Regions from separate parts of the Mus musculus genome. Here regions 1, 3 and 4 are each linked to region 2. Evidence: chromatin contacts called from public HiCAR-type and HiChIP or PLAC-seq data. All regions are on one chromosome and are shown on one strand. Each heading gives the region's core, a stretch centred on a gene start, on an enhancer-like site or on the middle of the called end of the contact. The rest is flanking DNA. Distances are from core to core; before and after follow the strand shown.

Region 1 (2,700 bases), core at 143-2,642, 550 kb before region 2:
ATCCCGTGTCTGTAATGTATGAGTTCCAAAGCCCAATGAAGTAATTAAGCAATCTGCAAACATGCAGGGGAAAGTCTGAGATGGAAAGAGCCAACATAGTGTGTCTTGTTCTCAATCTGACAGTGTTCTTAAACAGAGAAAAAAATCTATCTATCTATCTATCTATCTATCTATCTATCTATCTATCTATCATCTATCTATCATTTTTCCATTCATCCATCAACTACCTATCTGCGTTTGCCTGCCTATGGTAACATAGGCAAATATTGTACCTATCTATATCTATATATCTCAAAATACCATATGTATTTGTAGGAGAGCAGTTTTTCCAAATTGACGTTTCAGTGGGGAATGCTCGTTCTCCATAGCGTTCGAAGATAGCTTTGTTCTTCCTGAGAGTATTGCAGTCTATTTGTTCTTCTTCTTAAGACAAGCAACTGAAGGAAGCAGAGACGACATTGCTCAGACTGGGAGTTTGGGGTCTGAGTTTTGCCTCCTGTGCTGAGTCCATGGGCAACCATACAATAATATCTTCTCTCTTCTTTGGGGCAAAGGTCTCCACCTCACTGATGGATTGTTGGGGGACTCAAAGTAGGAGATAGGGCATATCATAGACGAGTTGTGAGTTGTGCACTTAGAGGGGAAGGGCCTTTCTTAGAGCTTTGCTGCATAGTAGGGATTTTTTTTCCTGATTTATAAGTGACAAAACAAACAGAACCTGAGACAAAATGTGTAGTGATTCCTTCAAAGGTGCAGAACTATTTGGAGTCAGACACGGCAGGCTGGCATGGAGGACAGGTGGTGTGTTTAAAGTGCCGAATTGAAAAAAAGGAAGGAAAAAACAAATGAAAGAGGGTTTGTGGTTGATGTTGGTCTTACCAACATCAGCCTAAGTGTAGAATGCTTCTATGCCCTCACAATAGCTTCAATAAAATTAGGCCTTTCAGAGTGGGGTGCACGGCAACTATCTGTGGCCAATCGAATGCAAACCAATCGAATCCAAGGGGTCCTCCTGAGGAGTGCTGGCCAATATATCAGTCTAAGGATTTATGGAGTCAAAGGCAGGGAGGAAATGGCTAGATTAGGGCTGTCCAGGGAGCACTTAGTGGCACTTACTGACTATTAAAACACTCCGTCCTTCGAAAACAACAGAAGAGCAGAGTTCTGGAGAACGATTTCTTGTTCCCTTTGAATCTGCGAGGTTTCTGAAGCTGAAAGCATGGATGTTTTGCTGCGCCATATGATTAATTCATGCTGCTGCTTTTAAGGGACTGTGGTAGCTTGGCTTCGGGTCTTCCTTATTGTTGCTGTTGCTTAACAAAGCAGCTTCAAGCCACAGCAGGATTTTAAGGAGAGCCCTCTAAAGGCTAACAAAAGCATCCAGGGATGTTGGTGGCCCAGTAGATGGCAGCCTGCCCCCTGAGTTAAGGCCTTGCTGTTAACCAGCGATAAGCAGGAAACAGGGGATTCCAGCCTTGTATATTTAAAAACATCTTTCTTTTTTGGAAGTGGGCTGGGGAATGGGAAGGGGAGATAGAACGGAGGTGTTTCCCCCTCTCCTGTCCATGGGCTGGCTTCTGGGTGCATAGACTGCGTGCTCCCGCTGCAGCCTGCTTTATGTTGGGCCACACTGAGCTGAATGCAGAATCTCTCACCACCACTGGACATTTAAAACATAATTTTGCTTTCACTTTGTAAATGGTACCACTTTTCTTTGGATAAAAAGACATACGGATGGATGACTTCCCCGTTTCTATGTATGTGTCTGATTTCCTTTTATTTATGCTATTTGGGTGAAAGAAAGATCATAGATCACTCTCCATTCCCTACCTGTAAATGTGGACCTAAGGTTGTTGGCACAGCCACACGCCAGGAACTCTGTCATGCTGAGGCCAAGCCCCTCACATGACTGAGGGAGATTATCCAGTATCCTCAGGTCCGTCAATCCATCTGCTTCCACCAACCAAGCCGGGTGCTTTCTTGTCTCCTGGATCAGGAAAGGAAAGGGGGCTGCAGGGGTGGAAGGAGAAGAGGAGCCAACCCTGGCCATCCTGATTTGGTCCCAATAGCTGTCACAGTTGCATATTTTATACCATATGATCCTTACCAAGACAGTGGGGGCATTGGGAGATATGGGGCCAGGGCTGGATCTCTCTATTGCAGGGATTTGTAAGTAACGGCCTGCAGAGCTCATGTAACTGGCATAAGGCCACTCAGCCAAGAAAAGCCAGGGTGCAGGCCAGAGCTTTACATTAGGGATAATTCCACCGTCCCGTTTTAAATACTGACGCTTACCACCATGCTAAGCAGAGCAGAACAGCTGCTTTGCTACTCAAATACATCTATTGTGAACTTGCTTCTGTGCTCACAGATTGTGTTCATTTAATCCTCTTCAAAGGAAAGGTCTTTCTTTTTAGAAATAGTTCACGAAATGAAGTTTATTCCACTACTACAAGGTTTGCCTAGCATTAAAAGGTAGGCCCTACAATTCATTGTATTATTATTATTATTGTTATTATTATTATTATTTTATTCTTGAGATTCTTCTTGATTTTTTTGTTTTTGTTTTAAGTGTATGGATGTTTTGCCCATATGTATGTCTGTGCAGTGTGTACACAGTGCCTGAAGAGGCTAGAAGAGGGCATGGAATTCCCTTTGGGACTATGCTTACTGATAGTTGAGAGCCATGTCCACACAGGG
Region 2 (2,700 bases), core at 131-2,630:
TACACCAGGTTTATTGCCCAAAAAAAAAAAAAAAAAAAATGGTAAGCACACTTCTAAAAGCACTTTTAATATGAGATGACCACCACAAAATAAATAAATATAAAAATTAAAAATAAAAAAGACTGACAGGGAGATTTCTATATGAACTCATACCTTTATTAGAGTCACCTATCCAAGCATTCTTCCAACATATAAACACCATAAACATTTATTAACATCATTACTATGGTGACCCCAATAGATGTCAAGGAACTTTTTAAAACTTCACTTTTAAATGAACCACTCTTGCTTAAGGTTCGTATTCGAAATCAACTTTGTTCTTCTAAGAAGGCACTATGGAGACCTTTGGGAACTAGGTATTAGCCCTGCCTGCCAGCTTGAACATATATATGCCTGTAACTAAATTTACTCACATCCATCACACCTCTAGACAATGTTGTCAACGCTAAGACTGAGGCCACAGAGACAGAAAACAATAGGCTCTAAGCACCACAAACCAGAAACCAAAAAGTAAGAACAGAACACTGAAAACTCAGTGAGTCGCAGGTGTTGCTTAAAACTGCACGCAGAAATAAATTCACCAATCCGAACTCTCCGTCCGCAAACACACCATCAAAGAATTAAACCTACTGATGCCCCTTGGAGTTGCTTTTCCCGGGTCGCTCCTGTCACCACGCACCTTCGTCCTACCCCACCCCTCAGACTGGTCGCTGTCCCTCCAATAAGTAAGGACAATGGTTGTGGAGCAGCTCCTCTAAGTCGCTCACAATCCACGCCCACACGCGGACGGAGCAGCATGACACTGACAGTTTTCAGACCTTCCCGTCGTGCCAGCTCAGGTGGACGCGGAGGTGATCGGGGCTCTCAGGGTGGATATTTCAGCTAGGGATGTGCTCTCTGGGACCTTCTGACACTTCTTAACACAGGGGGGGCCCAAGGGCTCGGGCTCTAAACAGCCACTGCGCGGAATCCCTGAGAACATACCCGGAAAGAACACCGGCCTCAGGGGAGGCAGAGCCGGGTCTCGTGCGCTCCGGAGCCGCTCGGGCCGCTGTTCAGGGCGATCCACGAGAGAAGGCGGCAACAGTGTACGGAGGGCAGCAGCCCCGCGGCGTGTTCCCCAGCCGCCACCAAGCTCTAGGCCACTTGGCAGGGGCGGAGGCACCCGGGCCGGCGCGCCGAGGAACCCGGAGACTGGTTCCCGCTGTCCGGAGCGCCTCCGTCTACGCGGCCCTCCCTTCACAGTCCTACCTGAGAAAAGCGGGCGCCGCTCGGCCTGGGCGTCCACTCGGGGAAGCCTGGGTCGCCACCGCGTAGAGCCTCTGGAGCAGGCAGCAGCACCTACAGATAGAGCGCTGGGCCCGGCCAATGCCTTCCCATCAAACCCCGCGCTCCTGCCGCCAGCCAATGGGCGCTGCAGCCGGCGCGCGCCGCTCCCCCATCACGTGATCCGGCCGGCCCAGCCGTTGGTGCCTCAGAGCGGCGGGTGTGGCAGGAGGATTTAGGCTGAGTATCCTCCGCGCTAGTGTAGGCTGTCGGTCCTCGGGGCACCACAGGGTAGGGCGGTTCCGACTGACTCTTACTAGTTCTGCCTCCTTTTCTCATGAACAACTCCCACGCCCCAGTCTCGCCAAGAAAAGAAACTGATCCTGATTGTCCCAGACCTTCTGAGCGAGAGAAGAGTGGGGAGGACAAAGGGGAGGGACGTTGAAGGTCGAGACCTGTGTGTCTGGAAAAGAGAGGGTACCTGAGATCCCAGATCAGCTGTCATCCAGAAGGCAGCAAAAAAGTTTACATTGCATAGCTCAGAAGCCATCCCAGCCAAGCAAGTGGAGAGAGACAGACAGACATCATACATAACACCTCCTGGCCATACCCCATGAGGGCTTTAGGCTTGTTTCTGTTGCTCTTGGACGTCAAAAAGGGTCCTTTCATGACTACGCGCTTATCTCACCAGCATGAGAAGAACTTGAAATGATAAGGATGGTCTTTTCAAGCTAAGGGGTAGCAACAAAGGCTGAGCTTTCCAAAATTACACTCTTAACAATCTCCAAAACCTCTGAATAACTGGGGCCCCTTAAACAGTAGTGCTGTATTTCCCTAAGAATTGAAAACGACCTAAAGAAGGCTGTATTCCAGTCAACTGCAAGTATCAATAACAAAACTTCAATGGGAGGGGTGGGGGCGCTCCATAGGCAAAATTAGGAGGGAAACTTCAACAAAAGCTTTTATGTTCTGTGTTCAATCACTTTTACGGGTTTTTCTTCTTTAGTTAAGGAAGAAAATGTTTCTGATTTTCAAAGTGCAATAGATATAATAATATGCTATGTTTACACTGACAACACCAGCAGAGAAGAAGGCATAGACATAGTATCTACTTTGTAAGATAATCCCCTAAATTCTAAGATCTTCAGTTACAGCTTTGTAAACTTAAAAGAATAGGAGAGAGCTAAACTTTAGTGTGCCATGTATCGCCTCACCAATGTGGAAGAAAGTAAACAGACATTTCACCAGTTTTTATTTGGAAAATTAGCCATTTTATTTCCCAGCCTTGGTAGTTTCTAAGAACATAAAACTCGTGCTGCCTCTTGTCTCAGATCTTTCCTAAAGGGAACAGGAAAGTTTTGTTTGTTTTTGTTGTTGTTGTTGTGTTTTGTTTTGTTTTTGACTCTTGCTAATACTTGTCCTAGGGTTTTTCAT
Region 3 (2,723 bases), core at 184-2,683, 510 kb before region 2:
GGGTTTAAATGTGGAACACATCAAATTAAAATTCAATATTAATTATTTTGTCTTGCTAGGAGTCTGAGTGGTTTAAAGCAGCAAGGGTAATTGTCTAATTCATTGTGTGTGTCTACAGAGAACTTAATCATTATGTCAGCTTCCTAATAAAAGGTTATTATAGAAACAAAGATCCCAGTTTTACATATGGTAGGCAAGGGAGGATTCGAAGAGTCGGTCTCTAAGGTAGACTTGAGGATCTTGACAAATGATGCCCATGCTGTGATCAGATACTTAACAAGAAATCTCGTTATTAACTAGGCCTGTACAGATAATTAGCACTGGAGATTCAAATTTTAAATCTGGCCTGAGATGTATCATTTATCAAAAGCCTTAGCTTGCTGTCAAAGTCCGATAATAAGGTAGTGTTATTGATGAATTGAGATTAAGAGCAGATTGAAGAGAAAATTAGGCCACTGGTTGGCCTGAAAGGTCTGATTTCAATATTTACAGTACTAATTTGGTATTATTTTGGTAAATGGATGTGGTCCCCAGTGCTAAATGGTATAAAAGCATAAACTATGCATCGTTATTTGAACAGGAAGAGCATTGTTTACTGTGTATCGGATTTTGCAGCACTAGCACTCTGGTTAATAGGCTGCTTTATAAGATGAGTGTACCTGTTTTTTTTATTGTGTGCATTTATTATAACCCATTCAGCACCCAGGGCTTTTAGGGGAAATTAGGAAATGTAGCTTCTTTACATTAAAAATGATATTACATTAGACTAATTGCTGCTGAGCCTGTCTTCCTGATTTAACTTACTCTTGTTTATCTCTTGGCATTGTCTTCCACACGTTCTTGCCACTGGATTTCAGCTAACTACCATTCCAGAGATTTGAGCTACATAAAATGAGCAATCTTTTTTTAATGATCCCTGGTAGCATTTCATTGCAAGCAATCTTCGGGGTGGGGGAAGGAAGGCGCTGTATAATAAACTGGCTCTCTCTAGTGTCTCTCGGCTTTGAAACACATTCTGAGTACACTTATGTGACCCTTAGCAAGCTAAATCTTTTTGATGCATGTAATAAAATGTTGTTTGGGGCAATAGCTGATTTCCAAAATTATATTAGGCATAACACAAGGCTTTTGTGGCAAATTGTCTCCCTATTTTTTTTTTCTTGCTTCAGCTCACAAATGGGATTGGGAAGGTGTTGGAGTGTTTTATTATTGTGTCTCACATCAGGTATAAATAGAGAATACACCGCACCGTAATCTATCTGTACGTAGCTGATAGCACATGAAATAGTAAAGCTGGTAAGACTGCCGGGGTCCGGAAAATTGCTTGAAAATCCCTTGTCACGTGTTCCTGGCAGCGGCCTCTCTTCTCCGGTCTCCAGCTGTCCAGCGGGGTGTGCCAAGTCACAGCAGGACCTGAGGACTGTTTGCATTGCAGTGGCACCGAGCTTTGTTGGGTTGTTCTCTGTACACTGTGCGCTTGCAGACAAGTAGGCTTTCGGAGACTCAGCAGGAGCCTGCCAGGGTTTGTGCTGAGGTGGTTAGCTGGTGGGCAAATTGCTATTATTCAGAACTGCATGGCAGAGGAGAATGGATTGCACTACGTTTTCTAGCCCGTAATGCTGACCAATGGCGGACCTGCGTTGCAGCTAACCTTTCTTTCTGACTCTTATCTGAGATGTAGATTCGGCTCTTTCTCAGAAGGGAAAAGAAGCCTCTTAGATTGTTTCCTCCAACCTCCAGCTGCATTTTCCCAATCTACTCTCCATTTTGACTCAGCAACACTCCTTCTACGCGCCCCCCCCCCCCACCATCTCCCAAGATAACACGGGTTTAGCATTCTGCTTTTAGGGAAAAAATATTTGGTGCTTCAGCTGTTCTGGTGAATGTAGACTACTGACTAATGGGTAGTTATTCCACTTTATTGCTTTCTACAGGCAAAACTCAAACAAAAGGAATTGGATTTTGCTAATAGCCGTGAACAGCTCTGGCACTAGCTGACATTAGTAAGGATAATCATAGTGCCACACAGGAGCCGGACCAGTCGCTTTTCAAAGCACTTTCACACATGTCATCGTGCTTGATCCTCGTGTATGGCCCTGGCAGGGAGGGGTCACAGTGCTCATGCCATAGCTGAGGCGAACCGAAGAAGAAAGGGGTTACAGGACGAGCCTGTGGCAGAAGTGCCATCATTCTGTCCGTTAAACTTTTGGTCTTTTAGTCCTTTTATTTTAGTCTATTTGTAAAATAATCTCTCTTTCTTATGAAAGTTTACAGGAACATTGACAGTTCAGGGTCCTCCTCCTGACACTTTTAGAGCTGTGTAAAAAAGCAAAGAGGCTAGAATGTGTGTGGCAACTGGATGGTGTATCTGACTTCCATGAGAGGCTTAGCTGTCTCCGCGTGTACCTTCCAGGAATGTTCTTTGCTGGGCATTCCTGCAGGGCCCATGGAGATGCTTCAGGATGCTGTCCTGTGCTCTGTTTTAGAGTCATCTGCCAACTCCTGCAGTTGAAGATGGTGCCTGGATGTCAAGAAGATCGCTTAAAAACAAAACAAAAACCCCATTCAGGAAAGGTACTGACAGAGGCCTTGGAGAAGGCAGGATAGAACTCAAGAGTTTTCTTCTATGGTGTCAACACCACTAACTTAGTGGCTTTCTGACCACTGAAAAATTCTCCCCAACCTATTTTATGTCAAGAATGCATTGATCTGTGCTGTGTCTA
Region 4 (2,700 bases), core at 131-2,630, 720 kb before region 2:
TAGAAAAAGGAGCAAATGATAGGACAAGCTCTAGTAGAACACAACAACTTAAAACCATGCTTAGCCATGCATAGAGGCTCAAATGCATAACTTACTAACAAATACTATAAATTTAATGTTAGGAAATTCTCTTAAATAATTTCTTATGGTACACATACAAACATATATTCTAATTTTTAGCTACTGACTCTTTTTCTTCTACTTAAACAAACTTAAATACATTGCTTTTTATTTAAAACAAAAGAAGACAAAAAAACAAAACAAAACAAACTCACTCAGTTCCAGGATATCTTTTGGTTTCTAAGACTGCAGCATGTACATGTTGCACATAATCTCAAGCAAGCACATACATAATACACATAAAAATATATAAATTAATTCTTTTTTAAAAAGACTTTTTAAAAATCTCATGTGTTAGTACTGCAGGTATGATGGCACACACCTTTAATCCCAACACTTAGGAGGCAGAGGTAAGTGGATCTCTGTTGACTTTGAAGCCAGTCTAGTAGTCTATAGAGTGAGCCCAGGCAAGGTTGGTTATATATGTATGGAATTAAGATCATGTCTAAAACTGGGTGTGGGGTAGAGATAGCTTATAGTTTAAAAGTATTTAATGCTGGGGCTGAAGAGATGGCTCAGTTGTAAAGAACACTTGATATACTTGCAAAAAACCCAAGTTTGATTCTCATCATTCATGTGGCAGATTACAACCATCTATAACCACAGTTGCTTCTTCTGACCTCATTGAAGAAGGCATACAAGTGGTTCACAGACAATCCACTAATATACATAAAATTAAAAAAAAAATTAAAAGTGCTTAATGCTCTTGGGGAAGACTGAGTTTGGTTCCTAGCAGGTTGGATGGGTTAAACTGTCTCTCACTCCAGCTCCAGGGAACCCAATGCAGGTTTTTTTTTTGCTTCCAAGGACAATGTACTAACAACCCAACCCAATCTCCCCACCCCCGACACATATACATGTAACTAAAAGTAATACTTCTAATTTTTAAAAAGTGTATATTAAGAAGGGATCACACACAAAATAAGAGCAGCCATTCTATTTTAAGCAGAAAAAAAGTTAGGGCTTTTTTTGAGGCCGTTTCCAAGAATGACTTATTGAACAATATGGCAAAGCTGGTTACTTTCCAAAGACTGCTTCTAGAAGCAATGCGTTATCTGTAGTTATGGTTTAGAGTTCCAATATCCCTAAAAAAATCCAAAGGATTCTTCTCAGGGTGTTAGCATTGGAAATGGTGGAGCCTGAGTCATACGTGGGCCTGGAGAGGTCCCTCAGCCATTTGGGGTATGACCTTGAAGGGGACTGGGTGTGTCTGCATTCTTTGATGTGAGTAGTTAAGTTTTGCTCTAGCTTCCGCCTTCCCTTTCAATACTGTCTTGTTTTATACTTCCCTTGATATACAGGCTCTAAGAAACAGGGTTAACTGAGCATGGAGTAAAAGCTTCTAACATTATGAGTCACCAGGGAAAAGTCTTTGCTGCCAAGTCTGACAGCATATGCTAGAAGAGCCTGACTCCTATAAACTGTCCTCTGACCTCCAAATGTGCACCATGACATGCAGGTGCCCACCCACAGATAAGCACACGAAGTCAATTACTACCCATATCTCTTCTTTAACTTTGTACCAAATCCTAAAAAGTAAATTTGGTTTACCAGAGAGTAAATCTAGTCAGTGGGAATGAAAATCATACTCTAAATTTTAGTTTCAAAGAATTTAAGGTTTTACTTTTTACTCTTAACTTTTAAAAAATGTGTGTAAACTACAGCTCCAAATCAGATATAAAAGTCTATTTCTTGTGCGTCCATCTTTCATTTTGACCATTATTATCTTCTAGTTTTCTTGCTTCATATTGCTCTGTGAATAAACCAACATACATTCTACAGTTAAGATTTTTTCCAGGGGCTGGCAAGATGGCCCAGTGGTTAAGAGCACTGACTGTTCTTCTGAAGGTCCTTAGTTCAAACAACCACATGGTGGCTCACAACCACTGGTAATGAGATCTAACACCCGTGCACCTGAAGACAGCTACAATATACTTATGTATCATAATAAAAAATTCTTTGGCCCGGAGCAAGCAGGGACTGAGCAAGCACAGTCGACCAGAGCAAGCAGAGGTCCTAAAAATTCATTTCCCAACAACCACATGAAGGCTCACAACCATCTGTTCAGCTACAGTGTACCCATATACATAAAATAATCTTTAAAAAAAAAAGATTTTTTTCCCTATCTCTCTGAGCTCCTCATTAATCATTTTATACTTCAGCCACAATAGAAATATGTAGTTTCTTTTTTTTATTTGTCCAATTGTCAAATTTGATCCAACTGTCACACGACCAGAAACATTTCCTCACCAAGCTACTTTAAATGGCATCTGGGCAGGGGAAATAAAGGAACTTGCTATGAAATGAATTCCATTCTCAGAAAGCACATGCAGGTAGTTAGAAAAAGATACCAAGTCCTATGTCCTAACTTCCACACATGTACATGACACATGTACCTCCTACAATAATGATAAATAAGAAGTAAACAAGGGGCTAAAAAAAAACTCTCAGTGATTAATAACACTTGATGCTCTTCCAGAGAATCCAGGTTCTGCTACCAGCACCCTCATGGTGACTAACCATCTGTCACTCTTGTTCCTGGGGGATTTGACACCCTGTTCTTGCCTCACTACTCTGGAG

Evidence for each region. HiCAR-type assays count read pairs that join an accessible place to other places. HiChIP or PLAC-seq counts read pairs in DNA pulled down with a chosen protein or histone mark.
Region 1: a contact with region 2 is called in a HiCAR-type map of astrocytes, with 6 times the contacts expected there. The contact joins the enhancer-like site here to the promoter of Lnpk in region 2. A contact is called at or near these places in 3 of 39 promoter capture datasets (cranial neural crest, hippocampal neurons and neural stem cells) and 15 of 115 datasets of contacts at active chromatin or transcription factors (acute myeloid leukemia, astrocytes, embryonic basal ganglia and 8 more).
Region 3: an H3K4me3 HiChIP or PLAC-seq map of embryonic basal ganglia shows a contact between it and region 2, with 8 times the contacts expected there. The contact joins the enhancer-like site here to the promoter of Lnpk in region 2. A contact is called at or near these places in 13 of 39 promoter capture datasets (the 3T3-L1 cell line, Sertoli cells, cranial neural crest and 8 more), 8 of 484 Hi-C or Micro-C datasets (cerebellar granule neurons, cerebellum, embryonic fibroblasts and 4 more), 21 of 115 datasets of contacts at active chromatin or transcription factors (the SCID.adh cell line, acute myeloid leukemia, astrocytes and 14 more) and 2 of 9 other capture datasets (embryonic stem cells and pancreatic islet).
Region 4: an H3K27ac HiChIP or PLAC-seq map of embryonic stem cells shows a contact between it and region 2, with 3 times the contacts expected there. The contact joins the enhancer-like site here to the promoter of Lnpk in region 2. A contact is called at or near these places in 1 of 39 promoter capture datasets (HPC-7-derived erythroid cells), 2 of 115 datasets of contacts at active chromatin or transcription factors (the 230-238 cell line and embryonic stem cells) and 1 of 9 other capture datasets (liver).

What each region holds. Positions count from the first base shown.
Region 1 is chr2:74,026,524-74,029,223 of GRCm38.p6, forward strand. No RefSeq gene overlaps it. Among named protein-coding and RNA genes, the nearest start is that of Gm31472, 49 kb to the left of the region's middle. Within about 2 kb of position 1,393, at least 6 of the 459 cell types and tissues checked have an H3K27ac peak or open chromatin away from gene starts, as enhancers often do.
Region 2 is chr2:74,577,568-74,580,267 of GRCm38.p6, forward strand. Lnpk (lunapark, ER junction formation factor) reads right to left here and starts at 1,381. Exons shown (of 13, transcript NM_027133.3): 1 at 1,252-1,381. It overlaps 4930445N08Rik (RIKEN cDNA 4930445N08 gene), which reads left to right and starts at 1,477. Exons shown (of 2, transcript NR_166470.1): 1 at 1,477-1,557.
Region 3 is chr2:74,062,543-74,065,265 of GRCm38.p6, forward strand. No RefSeq gene overlaps it. Among named protein-coding and RNA genes, the nearest start is that of Gm31472, 85 kb to the left of the region's middle. Within about 2 kb of position 1,434, at least 20 of the 459 cell types and tissues checked have an H3K27ac peak or open chromatin away from gene starts, as enhancers often do. A contact at or near this core is called in cerebellar granule neurons, cerebellum, embryonic basal ganglia and 2 more, where this site is marked.
Region 4 is chr2:73,858,916-73,861,615 of GRCm38.p6, forward strand. All of the region lies in intron 5 of Atf2 (activating transcription factor 2), which reads right to left. Among named protein-coding and RNA genes, the nearest start is that of Gm10822, 32 kb to the right of the region's middle. Within about 2 kb of position 1,381, at least 41 of the 459 cell types and tissues checked have an H3K27ac peak or open chromatin away from gene starts, as enhancers often do. A contact at or near this core is called in embryonic stem cells, where this site is marked.